2 separate regions of the Scatophagus argus genome follow, and region 2 is linked to region 1. A link is a contact called in public Hi-C data. All regions are on one chromosome and are shown on one strand. Each heading gives the region's core, a stretch centred on a gene start, on an enhancer-like site or on the middle of the called end of the contact. The rest is flanking DNA. Distances are from core to core; before and after follow the strand shown. Region 1 holds the start of ctps1a (CTP synthase 1). Region 2 holds the start of LOC124074738 (schlafen-like protein 1).

Evidence for each region. Hi-C and Micro-C count contacts between places; a contact is called where the count stands out from the background.
Region 2: a Hi-C map of muscle shows a contact between it and region 1, with 4 times the contacts expected there. The contact joins the promoter of LOC124074738 here to the promoter of ctps1a in region 1. A contact is called at or near these places in 2 of 2 Hi-C or Micro-C datasets (both in muscle).

What each region holds. Positions count from the first base shown.
Region 1 is chr17:19,026,804-19,033,691 of fScaArg1.pri, reverse strand. ctps1a (CTP synthase 1) reads left to right here and starts at 2,765. Exons shown (of 18, transcript XM_046417272.1): 1 at 2,765-2,786; 2 at 4,332-4,510; 3 at 4,607-4,777; 4 at 4,860-4,957; 5 at 5,052-5,168; 6 at 6,716-6,799. The coding sequence starts at 2,782.
Region 2 is chr17:19,169,757-19,176,644 of fScaArg1.pri, reverse strand. LOC124074738 (schlafen-like protein 1) reads left to right here and starts at 3,647. Exons shown (of 5, transcript XM_046417953.1): 1 at 3,647-3,722; 2 at 4,061-4,482; 3 at 5,422-5,518; 4 at 6,462-6,865. The coding sequence starts at 4,069.

The sequences.
Region 1 (6,888 bases), core at 1,516-4,015:
AACGTGACAATGTGAAAGGGCTTGATTATAGTGATGAACCTACAGAAATGTATGAGCTAAATCTAGTGCTAACCTCTGCTTTATGGAGTGTTATGTTGAGTTTCAGCTCCTTGTTTAGCTGTTTGACTGCAACTCTACACTTTTGGTTCACTCTAAACGCTCTCATCGCATCATTTCTGGTCGCAGCAGGCAGCCGTTTTCAGAGAAACTCACAGAAACTGCTTGCTACCGAACAGCAGAATGACGCAGTTAGAGACTAGTCAGTGGACAAAGAATATGGCATCTAACAGAGCTGAAAAAGAGTATTAGTAACTTACAATTGTCAGATGGCCAGAACAACTCCAGATGAAGTTTAATGTTGCGCCATAACTGTTAATGTGTAATTAAGCAGCTTTTTGCTAACACATTTGCTTTATCAACTAAAGAATATCAATTTTATGTTTACAATTTGTTTCTACTGTGCCCAAGAGGTAAATGTCTGCAATAAGATTGATATGAAAGGTATAGCTGAAGTCAGGGTATGTGTATCAGCATAAAGACTAGAAAACAGGGGAAACACAGGTCTGTTGAAAGTTAAAGCATTTGCAGATCAACATGTTTAAAGCTTGCTGACGCCGTTATCTTTTTTCTTTACAAAGAGAAACTTCAGGAAACTGCATTTGGTCCCTGTTGCTGTTGTTCACTAAGAAAAACACCCTAGCACCCTGGTAACTAGCCAGCTGTTTTCATGACTTACCTTCATGCAACAAATCTCCTCTACCTTGAGGAATAAAAAACAAATAAAATTTCCCGACATGCTGAATTGTGCCTTTAAAATGTGCAAAGGAACACAGGCGCAGGTGTGTCAAAACATTAACAGGACAAGCTGAGTCTGTAAGAATATATGTTTCCATCAAATTAATGACCATCTCAGACTGACCTGCCTCCCTGCCTGCTCCTTCTGTTAGCCTCCATCTCTAATAGGAGGAAATGGCTTGCAGTGAGGAAAGGATCCAGCCCTTCTGTGGGAGTTTAATTCAATCACAGCTCTGGTCAAAAATGAATTAAAACTCTCATTAAACCCCCCTCCTGTGTTCCAGAGACTAAGCTGGCTGCTAAGGCTCACAAGTAGAGATTTGGGTGTTACATAGAAGCATCAGTCAGCTCTGCAGCTATCTGTCTGTGAGTCAGCCATCAGTCACTAACTCCATCATTTTGTTATTTTAATTTGCAGTGCTTGTACTCACCCACACAGTGAGCCCAATGAACCCTGTTGCAGATGATCCAAACAACAGTTGGCTATGTGGACATCTTGTTGTTTAATCTGAATCAGTCACTGAATCAGTCAATCAGTTTGACAAAATTTAGACCACAGTGCTCCCTGCCTGGACTTCATATCTCACTGAACACAATGAGGATATTGCACTGTGATCCACATCACAAGACCATTGACCTTTCCACGGTACAGTGTAACTAACCACTTTGGACTGTGGCCAATCATTATATGGAGCAGAGCAGCACAAAGTGTTGTGTTGTGTCAACGCGAGAAAGAGGAACCTGTGTGTTGTAACCCCACAGGAAAACATTTCTGTACTTCTAACCATTCTAACATAGTGTTTCTGCTGCAGGATCAATTCAGTTTTGCTCTGTCACTTCATAGAGCAGCAGACATTATCACTGGAGTCACACTGATGCATTGTTACATCTATTGTCAGGGAAAAATGGCTGTGACAGTAGCATTTAAGGTTATTCTGTTCAATGACTTATTAATGTATTCTAGTCACTCTCTGCGGTTTCTGGAAAATAAAAGATGTGAACATTTGGGCATCACACAGATAAAATGTGCAAAACTTGTGACATGTGGACTCTGCTTCTTGGAAATAAGATATGAACAATGCAGGGTGCTTTAAACTAAATAATCTAATGGTGATAAAAACCTAATCTGTAAAGCTAAACCAAACATTTAGTATTCATTATTGGTGAAAGGCCTTTCAACACGAGGAAACTGCAACTTTTTTCTTTTTTTCTTTCCTTTTTTTTTATCTTTTCCAGCCTGAGTCTTGAAACATGAAACACGAGCGCCCCCTGCTGTTTCAAATGAAAATGTGCTGCATTCAGGTGCTCACAATAAGAAAACTGACGGGGAAAGTAGTATACATGAGGAATTTGTTGTGATAATCGAGATATATGTAAACAGCGGTGGAGAGAAATTAGGTTCATGACAGTAGGATTTACACCCATTGAAGAACAAGTGTGGTACAGTTTTTAACATAAGTGTACCTTTCTAGTATATTCATTTTATGCTACCTTATACTTCTGTCCCACTACAATTTAGAAGCAAATCCTGATAAGTGTATTTCATTATACTTTGAAAGCTTATAACTACAATAGTTATGAGTGACTTTAAGCATGACGATTTTAGATGCAAAATACATGATTACTTGTGTACACAAGGCACGGTTCATTATACTGCCCAATGGTATATCACGCAGGTAAAATTATCTTTGCTTCAGCTTAAAGTATTGATTACATGTTTATAATACTGCATTAACGTTGCTCTTATGTAACATATTATATATGTAATGTATGTTACGTCATACGTATATGTACGTATATGTAAAAAAAAAATATTTTTTATTTCATATCCCAACTTTTCTGTAAGATTATTAATGTCACCGGACTATATCATTATGAATACTTCAAGTGACGTAAAAACACGAGAGCAATGTTCCCACGTGGGTAATAGCAGTTTACGAGGTATACCTAAAGGCAGCACCGTCTTGTAAGCATCGATTGTAATGAATGAGGTACTGCAGCCCGAATCGTGGTCCATACACGTGTCGAGTCAGTTTGAGGATAGAAGGGTTTGTAGAGGAAACACTCAAAGGCTGTAGCGTTCCTATTTAGATTGAAATTTCGTCTCTCTTGTGAACTGTTTTCGTTGTCGATTATTTGTTTGGAGGGACTGCTCTTGCTGAAGAATATTTTGGTGAGTTGAAATTTGATGCTGTTGACGGAGGCTGTTGACTAGCTAGAAAACTATTAAGTTACATGTTGTGCAGAATAAATAAGACTGTACTTCCGGCTAATGAAAGTAAGAATAAAATTCTGTTAGAAACGATATGGGCCGCAGTGTTATCAGTGTAATATCTCGTGCCGACTGATAAACATTTATTTCAGCAGTAGTCTTGTAGCTCAAATTGTTGTCAATAACGTGGCTGTTTTGCTTCCACCTTTTTCATATAAAGGTAAAGCACAGCTACTTTCACTTTTATTTTGAATGCAGTGTCGGTAGTCCTGGCCACATGTAAGTTAGTGAGCTTGATGCAGTCATTAGAAAAGGATAACATCTTAGCTATTATTTGTATTTTAACACAGTAAATGAAATAAATCAGCCGTGGTGCTCTGTTTCTCGACCGTTAAATGTGTCCGTCTGCCATTGCAGACACTAACAGAAGCCTTGGTTTTGAGTGTCTGATACTAGTTGTCGTACACTGATACTACGCCTGTTAGCTAAAAGCTAATTGTGCTGGCGGGTTTCATTTTTGAGTCGTTGACTTTTTGGGAGGTGGTAACCGGGACGGGCGGTGCACTTACTTGTAGTTTCTCAGTGAAAAGGAATCGGTAATTTCCCACCCACTCGACTCATACGGAGTGTGTAACCGAGCGTTTCCCATGTGCCATGCGTTACATGGTGAACCTACTATGTTGGAAAAGACTTGGAGCTTGCAGCTGTACACGTAGTTTTGAAATATGGTCATCTTTAAGTTTTTGTCATGTTCATAAACCACTAGCTATACGCGTTTATCGTTTATCTGCGTCCCTGTTAATTACTTCGTCAACAGGCACTGGGATCCACGTTGTAGAGCAAAGACATTGAGGTTTCTCCGTTGTTTTGGTTAGCTTAACAGCCGCATTGTCTTTAACACACCTGTACTGTTAATGTGAGCTGTAACACATATTTCTGTCAGATATCTGAATCGTGAGTAGACCAAGCAGTTTGAGAAGAGTCAAACTGCTTGGTAAAACATTAATTTCTGTTCAGGCTGCTTCTACTCTACATACATTTTTGAATGTGTACTTTGTTGTGTTGTATAATAAGCAGTCCCTTTTTTACTTTATCCACACTTTTCCTCTTCAGTGCTCCACTGCAGTCTTTGCTATCTTTTAAACTTGTGTTTTAAGTTTTGTGTCCTTTGATATTGTATAGTTGGGATGTATGTTTACTTACAGTGGAGCCAAACAAACAATTTTCTGAACACACAAAACAATGTTTATGATGGTTTTTAATCCTTTGAATGAATGGTGTTTAATAGTCTATGGTATGATTTTAATCAGTCATCTATTTCCAGAAAGAGCACAATGATGAAATACATCCTGGTAACTGGAGGAGTCATCTCTGGTATTGGCAAAGGCATTATTGCTAGCAGTGTGGGCACAATCCTGAAATCATGCGGCCTGCATGTAACTGCCATCAAGATCGACCCTTACATCAACATAGATGCGGGCACATTTTCACCCTATGAGCATGGTATGTCGGAGAAAATTGTCATTGGACTTATTTCATAACTAAACAGCCACATATTGTGTGTTTGTGTTACAAATGTGTCATGGCCGCTCTGTACAGGGGAAGTGTTCGTGCTGGATGATGGGGGTGAAGTGGACTTGGACCTTGGGAACTACGAACGCTTCCTCGACATCCGTCTGACCAGAGACAACAACCTGACCACCGGCAAGATCTATCAGTCAGTCATCAACAAAGAGAGGAGGGGAGACTACCTGGGCAAGACTGTGCAGGGTAAGCAACCACTGTGTATGTTTGGAGGAGGGTGCCATGCTGAAGAGAAATGGTTAGCCAAGAATGATTTTGTCTTTTACAGTGGTGCCACACATCACAGATGCCATCCAGGAATGGGTTGTGAAGCAGGCCAAAGTACCCGTTGATGATGATGTAGAACCTCAAGTTTGTGTAATAGAGGTATGTTATTTTGTCTCTGCGTGGGGGCCCTTGCAGAGGCCAAGACTACCACGATCATCACTAATAATATTCGTTGCTGTGTGCATGTTTGCAGTTGGGAGGCACTGTTGGAGACATAGAGAGTATGCCTTTCATCGAGGCCTTCAGACAGTTCCAGTTTAAAGTGAAGAGAGAGAACTTCTGCAACATTCACGTCAGTCTGATACCACAGGTGAGAGAGCAACACCTTCAGGCCTGGCTGCTTTTATCTGAGGGCAGATGTGTTAGCTATAGAAACACACACACGCTCACCGAGCCTCCCTCACAGCAGTGTGTTTCATCCTCTGGAGGTGCAGAACAACTTTGTACTTTTCAGAAACGACATTTTCGTATCTGAAATGTCATATTTCTATGAATATTATAGAATCTTGGCCTGTAGTTAGAATCGCTCCTTGGAATCACGCTGAAACTAAAAGCACTCCTATGTCGGAGTAACACACAAGTTAATTATGAGGCATCGTATACGTACTTTGATGAAGGAATGTAGACAAAGAAGAAATGATGGTGACCTTTATTTCTGACAGTGTGTGGTTTGGCCTGTTGGACATAGGTAAAAATTAAAATTAGATTTAATTTGCGCCAATATCATATCAAAATAAATAAGTAGCCCAATCTCATAATGAGAATGTGTTGATATTTAACATTATGCAATTTACATAGTAAGTTAATGCTGATTATATTTTGTCAATGTTTGTCCAAACGATTGGCGCTGAGGCAGTTTGACTCAACTGTGTGAAATTATCAGATCAGATCTATACAGTGACATATATTCACACTGCTTGTAATGGTGCCTTGTCTTGCCTCCGTTGTATGGTTTTGCACATGTAGCAGTCACGTTGTAAACCCCCTGTGGGTTGTGGCTTACTTCAACATTAAATCTTAATTAAATTTCATATAGATCCTGTCTTGGGAAACACACTGTAAAAATAAGAACACACGGCCCAGTTATACTTCTGAATATACAGCCAAAATAAAACATAATGCTCCATTAGAGTCATACATTGGTCATACATGCACGTGCTGGCCTGTGAGGTTTGCAGGCCAGCACATGTGAGGATTGAGACAGAAGTATGTGAAGAATGCAGTCACAGCTTGTACCTTAACAGAGAAAACATTTGCAGCATTGTGAGCATGTGGTTGAGGCCAGGGCCCCACAGTAGATGCAAAAACATCAAAACAGCTAACCTTACTGTTCTTTCTTCCAACCTAACCCTAACCAATCCTCCTTTTGCTGGCAGCCCCCTACAATCCACTCAAGGACCTTTTTGCTGTTCCCCCAAACACAGTTTGAAAACCTTTGGGTTAAGCCCAAGACACACTAAACTGACATCACGGGAACTGGTGTGACTACAAAGGCTGGCTCTTGCATTGCCTCACATCTCCTTTGTTGGAGCCAAAAAGTTTCACTTAAACACACCACAAAGACAACAGCCAATGGCCAACCAGCATGTATGTTCTGCTCATGTGTGGGAGGAGATAACTCTCCATACAAACAGGTGGCTGTATCCAGCAGTCAAAAAGGGAAACTAGAAGATCTAGAACTGCAGATATACTAACCGTATATCTAACTAGAGATACACAGGATTCCATGTTCAGTGTGTATCTTGTATTTTGATCAAAACCTGTTTTGTCGTGTTGGATGTTGCAGATGCTCTGTTAGCATCAGATAAGTTGTGTGCAGTCAGTTTAATGTGTCTTATGATCCATTGTTGTGTCCAGCCCAGTGCAACAGGAGAGCAAAAGACCAAACCAACCCAGAACAGTGTAAGAGAGCTGAGAGGGCTGGGTTTGTCCCCTGATCTGGTGAGTCACTCATCGACGCTCATCCTGCTATTAATACACAGTGTCACTGTGTGTATTTTCTGTTGACTGTGACTTTACACATCAGTGTA
Region 2 (6,888 bases), core at 2,398-4,897, 140 kb before region 1:
GCATTTTTTTACTCTTTTCAACACATTCACTCTCACTCATGGAAACATGCACACACACACACACACTAGGCCCTAAAAAGCACTGAACCTAGTTGCCCATTCATCCATTTGTCCCAAAACCCATGCACACACACAAACATTCCTCTTTGTGATTCCTCCCTTCGGTCGTCAATTGAATTCACATGTTTGCAACAAACACTGTGGCGAACATACGCACTTACTCGTGCACATTCATGCAGCAGGCAGAGCAAACGCACACGCTTGCCACATTCACGCACAGCAGCAATGTAACGCTGTTGGCAGACCTCCAAATTTTTCAGCAGAATGTGATGGAAGCATACAGGGAGGATGGCGTGTGTGTGTGTATGTGTATTTGTGGGGGTTGGGGTGGGGGGGTATAAAGAAAAAGAGAGTGAGAGAGAAAGAAGGGGGCGGGGGGCAATTGTTCAAACAAGGCACGCTGGGGGATTTAAAAAGCAATAGGAAGATTGGCATGAAGAACCTCAGCGATGTTGACGTGCCGTTGATGACTCACTTGGGTGATAATATGTGAGGTGCACTGCTGTTGGAGGAAGACTGGCCACGGGTCAATGACTTTCCTCTCCCCGGGGCAAACCGAGACAGCTAACTCACCAACCCGAGTCCCAAGACCTCGTAGTCCCTTCTCACATTCCCTGTGAAGCAGCTATTTATGTCTACACACCCCACTTTGATATTGCTTATGCCGTAATTACACACTCCTATTGCTAGGAACAGATGTAGACCGAGGCAATTTATTGATTAGTCAATTAATAGAAAATTAACCTTGGGTTTTGTGAAACTGTGATGGGGATTGTTCACCATTTTCTGACATACTATACATTAAAGGATTAACTGGTGTTCCAGAAAATCCTCCCCTGAACAGCGAGCATTGAATATCTTACAGCAACCATCACTAGGCAAGGCAGGTCTGTCAATCTTTGGAGTTAGTCCAGGTCCAGGAACCAGGTTTAGGGCACTTCCTCAGTGGCTTCACTTTTCTGCTGTCTATATGTACAGAGCTATAGTAAGACCAAACACATTGTAAGACTAGACATATAAAGTCTTGTACAGTCTGGAAAATTGTCTCTTTTTTTCCTTTTCTTTATCTGAAGTATTGGGAATTGATTAAAGTGTGTTTTTATTTGCTTTGATGGTAGCTACAAACATTAGCATACGTGACCCAGTAGCTTACTGTAGGTAACTAACTTCTAAAGCAGAAAGAGGAAGGACACATTGTCTTCCTTCATTAGCTCTGTCCTGCTCTTTGACGGATTCAAGCAAGTTGACACTCCAGCAACCCCAGCTAACATAACGATATCAACATAACAAGTACACTGCTTTGTCCTCATCCTGAAAACCTTTTATCTTGTAATGTTTTAAGGGAAAACAAAGTTAAACTTTATAATAAGGTTATGCTGTATAAAACAACACCATTACAATTTCTCAAAGATGTAAGATGCAATACAGGAATAATGCTGTTCTTTGTTTTGTTTTGTTTTGTTTTATCATTATATCTTTTATTTTGATCATCAACTGTTGAGGATTTTGTCATTGTTATTTTCTGGGACAGATAGCTTTTGCTTCAGGTTTTTAGCATAATAGTGCTTGACTTAGAACCACTTTCATAGGATTTTCATTTTAAAAAGTCAGCCGGAGTTCAATTTTAAATCAACTCATGCAGCTAATGTTAGCTTAGCAGCTAATACAATCTATCAGCAAAATATACAAATAAAAGGCAAGGTTTACTGTCTTAATCTGAAATGATGCTGTTTCAACAATTCCTTAAAACGCGCCTATGTGCTGTGTGAGAACAGAAAGACTGACAAGTGAAGCAATGGTCAAACAAGTAATTGAGAAAATTATTAACAAACAAACTAATAAAGAAAATAGTCATTAGTTGCACATCTATCACAAATTTACAGAAATAAGAAAAAGTGAGCAGGACCAGATAACTACCATTCAGAACACAAAGGTCATGTCCTCGCTGTCATGTTTGGGACGTCACTGGGTTTTAAAGACCTGAGGAGGAGTTTACATTCACCAGCACATGCACATTTCCCTTGTTTTAAGAGTCTGGTTGGCAACTTTTAGGATTTGAATTTATAAAACTAAAACTCAGCAGTAGGCAGTCTTCCCGAGGAGGTTCCTGTCTCAAACATATGAATTTACCCATGATTTCATTCACTATAAATCATTCCATGTAAAGAATAAATATGATGTAATCAGAGCTCTTATTGTCACCATGTTCACATCCACTGCAGACAGCTCCACCAACAAAACCAATCCTCACATATGGAAGATTTGGCTTGAAATCCTGTTTTCATGAATACACAAAATTGACATGAAATCATTTGATGTAATCCATTTCTGCCCTCCAGCAACTCTTTGCTGCACTGTCTCCGCTGAATTGTTTCCATTTTGAAATCCAGTTTCATGTTAATGTTACAATTACTGATGGTAATGTTCTCATTATATATTGAGGTGCATGGAAACCATTGCCATGTTCCATGTTTCAGAGAGCCATTGTTTCAGGCATCATCAGACTGTCACTGCGTACACCTAACATTATATTATCAACCTGGTCCTGACTGCTGTGAGGCTGAAGCAGCATAGGGCTTCTCCTCAATGAGGTCACTGGATGAGTTTGCATGTGTTGACCTCAGATTCAGGACATCATCACAACCAGAGGGAAACATGGCTCTTTATTTAGAGCAACACTGACCTCAAGTGGCAGCAGCAACTCATTAAAACACTCTTCCAAATTGTTCTCATGATATTATGCCCTGATTATGCTTATGATGCTTTTATGGTAGTTTATAAGGTAGAGAAAGCACCATTGCAGGTGAAGTGTTACAGATGCACATCAGACTATTTCTGCTCAGTGTTTTGCTTCATTTCCTCAGTGAATGAAAATTATGCGTGTGTGCATTCCACTATTTAGTCAGTAAATAGCATGGAAAAAGAGATGAACGTCAATAAATGACATTAAACTCTATTTGTGTGCAAATAAGACTCAGGGTGCCTGGCTGCATTAACCTGCCCAGGATGCCCTGAGGCAAAGATGAAATGAGGGCCACTATTGAACCCTTTCATTTAACTATATGTGCCTTGTGTATACAAGCAATCATCAAGTATTGCCCACACAGTAGACCACACATGATATCCTAATCACAAAATGTGATTAGGATATCATGTGTGGATCGTGAGTCGCAGAAAAGAACACACAAATGCAAACACAAGTTATAAGGACTATGGACCACTTAAACTCTTGCAAATGATCTGATACAGGACTTAAAACTAGAACTTTGCAAAAGTACTGTATATTTTGGACTCAGCAATAATAGGACAGTCAGATAAAGAAGGCCACCTTAATCCCTGTGATTTGTTTACACAGACTTGATTTCTTCAGCATTTGGTGTCCAACAGAAGCACTCTGTCTCCCACAAACTGTGATTAAAATGATTGAGTCTTTTAAGAAGGTCCAGGAGGAGGCCAAACAGAACATTATTTCTTTAAGGTCCTTGTCATTTTCAGTTGAGACAAAAAGGACATTGTGGGGATTTCAGATGAGAATTCCATTCTGGAAGGCATAATAATCTGGAATGCTATTGTAGGTTCTCAGTGTTGTACTGTACACCACAGTTTCAGCAGGCACTTTCAAAGGTCTGACCGGTCGACTCACAGCAGTGGCACAGGAAAAGGTAAGAGGCTCGGTTCACTGCTGTATATTTATACACACTCATGAGCTTTGTCATTATCAGTACAGTGGCAGCACTGCTCCTTCGCCATGCCTCATGGCTTTGATTGATCATTGTTTTGATCAGCCTTGACTTTGTGATTTATCAAGTCTCCTCGTGTTCATTTATCTATTTAGCACACTGACGCCCTCTTATTATCATTTCACACTCTGCATCTTAGGCTGAAACATACACAATAAACTTCCAAACAACTTATTGTGTGCAAAACCTCACATGGAAAGTTCATAACTTTCTCAATTATTGTTTTGTTACAATATCAAACAGTTCTTTGTATTTTACAGCAAAGTGCATGATGGTCAAAAGCAAAACAACTGGAAAGAGAGAGTGGAATAGGAGGGAGAAGATCCCAGGTGCAAGGTGGGATTCCTCCGCCATGGCAGATGTCATGTCACCCAAAAGGTACCACAATGATCTGAAGCAGCCATCTTCGGCCCCACATCCATCCACATCAGCTGATGTGAGGACCACTCAGCAACGATCATACCAATCTAAAGTTTCCACTCACCACTCACTTCGCTCCACCATCACCAGTCCAAGAAAGAAATGTAAAAAGAGTGGATACAATTTTTCCTGGAGGAGGGAACGTGTGTATAAGAAAGGCATAAACAGTCAGTCCAGAGTGAGGTCCAAAAATATGAAGCAGTGGACACCCTCCAGATATTCAACCTCCAGCTGTGAATCAGTCCAGGGAACACCAGTTCAGGTGAGCTCAGCAGTGATCATGACATTATCTTGGTTGGAATCCCGGTCTGGGGCTTCTGTATGGAGTTTGCATGTTCTCCCTGTGCAAATTTTCTCCGGGTACTCTGGCTTCCTCCCACAACCCCAAAAACATGCACATTAGGTGAATTAATTAATCACCCCTAGATGTGAGTGTGAGAGTGTGTGGTGGTCTGTCTTTGTGTGTCAGCCCTGCGACTGATTGGCGACCAGTCCAGGGTGTACCCCGCCTCTCGCCTGTAGTCAGCTGGGATAGGCTCCAGCTCCTCTTGACCCTGATGGATAAGCGGTATAGAAAATGGATGGATGGATGGACTACTGAATGACTGATACATTAGCAGGCCAACATTATCACCTGTACCACAGATATGTCACAATGTCACGGCTTTGTCATTATAAGCGCACAGGCAAAAACGTAAAGATGGAAACAAAAATGTTTTGCTGGATACATTCGTCATGTTGTTAAACATCCTGTCATATTATATGATTATATTATACGGTTTTTCAACCGTACTCAACGTCATTTTCTTTGAATCCTCTTATCATAATGTTAGCTTTGTCTCGGCGCTGAGGCAGAGCTGAACAGATGAGAAATATCTTCCGCTGCCATGTCATATCTATGGGTCATCTTATTTGCAATAGTAGCGAACAATTTCATTGCATAGGAAATTTATGGAATGATAATGACAATGAGAATTCCCTGCGTCTTATACACATTTTAATGTTGTTAAGAATACTATTCTCAAGTATTAATATTGGTTTTGGCCTCAAAAATCCATTGTTTGTACCAATGTCAGAGATTACTAATATTAATGACACTGTGAGGTGATGACATCAAGCCTATTGTTTGTGGTCTGAACCACAATATATCCTCTGACCTAATCTCGCTGATGCAGTGTGTTCTGCTCCCTATCACACCCAGTTTATCAGCGGAGCCGACATCCCCAGCCGCCAGTGGGTCTACTATCATTCTTACATTGGCAATGAGACACGCAGCATCGAGTTCAAAAAAGGTGGAGGTGAGATACAACAAATTTACAGTTAACAACATAAATACTGTTAAATATCACTTTGGGTGGTCAGTAGTTGTTTTTTTTTTTTAATATGATTATTGGTTTTCATAGCCAATAGCCATTTTCAAAACTGTTCTTGACTTGTCAACATTCCAAAGTGCATGCATTAGGCTACATCAGCCTCAAGTTTCTGTGTGGATGGACTAAACCCAAACTGACCCAGACAGACTTGGACTTTAACTTAAAGGAAAAGTGTGACATTTTAATAAATATGCTTATAATACTGAACCAAAACCACAACATTTTTCCTGATCAAATTGCTTTTGTTGCCTAAATCTCAGAACTCATAATTTACACCCTGGGCTCATGTGCCAGTCCTACCCTTTTATGCACCGACCATCCACACAGACCATCCCAATCCAGGCAGCGATTATGTTTTCCTTCAAACTTTATCGACAAACTTTTCAACTTTTATCAACAAACTTACAATAAATGCATTCAACCAAGTGGATGCAACCCAAGAATTGTAAGAATAATGCAAGTACGTGAACCTCATCAAATATGCTGCTGAACAAATGATATGTTTAAGCAATAAAAATAATAATAAGAGACAGAAATAAAGTTTTTTATGGGCTAAGGTGCAGTCTGACTGGATGAATTTTCAGTCTCTGAGGATGTGTTGAGTTTCTGCTGTCTTAATGTCAATGGGGAGCTTGTTCCACTTCATGAAGTGGCAAACAGTTGTGATTTACTGTTTCATACTGTCATATGTTTACACTTCTGAATTATTCGCATTTTATATGTATTTACAGCTGCATTTTTTAGGTGAGATGACTTGTGATACTGTGTTTCTAACAAAACTGAAGCACTGTGTGACTGTAACCACTCTCTGAAACATATGAAGTCAATCTAATTTACAAATGTGTCTCATGTCTTTCACTTCCTTCAGTGTATTATTTGCAGAGGTTTTTGAGCAAAGATATTTGCATCTATGGCTGTGCCTTCCTGAACAGCGGGGGAGGGAGTTTGCTAGTCGGAGTATCGGACAATGGGATTGTTTGCGGTGTGCACATTAGCCATAAAAATGAGGACAACACCCGCCTGCTTGTAGACAGGATTGTGAAAAGATTCAAACCTCCTCTCCTCCCCTACAACTACAACCTGCAATTCCTGCCTGTGGTAAAGCCTGGGGAGGAGGGGCACCACCTCAAGTTGCTGTGCCTCACCTTCAGAGCTCCTCCAACCTGCATTGAACCAACCCTCTTTCAGATTGAGGGGAGGGTATACATGAGACTAGATGGGAGTGTGCAGGGGCCTTTAAGTATCTCTGTTAGCCTAGAGTGGTACAGACAGGTGAGAAGTCTATTATTAAGCTA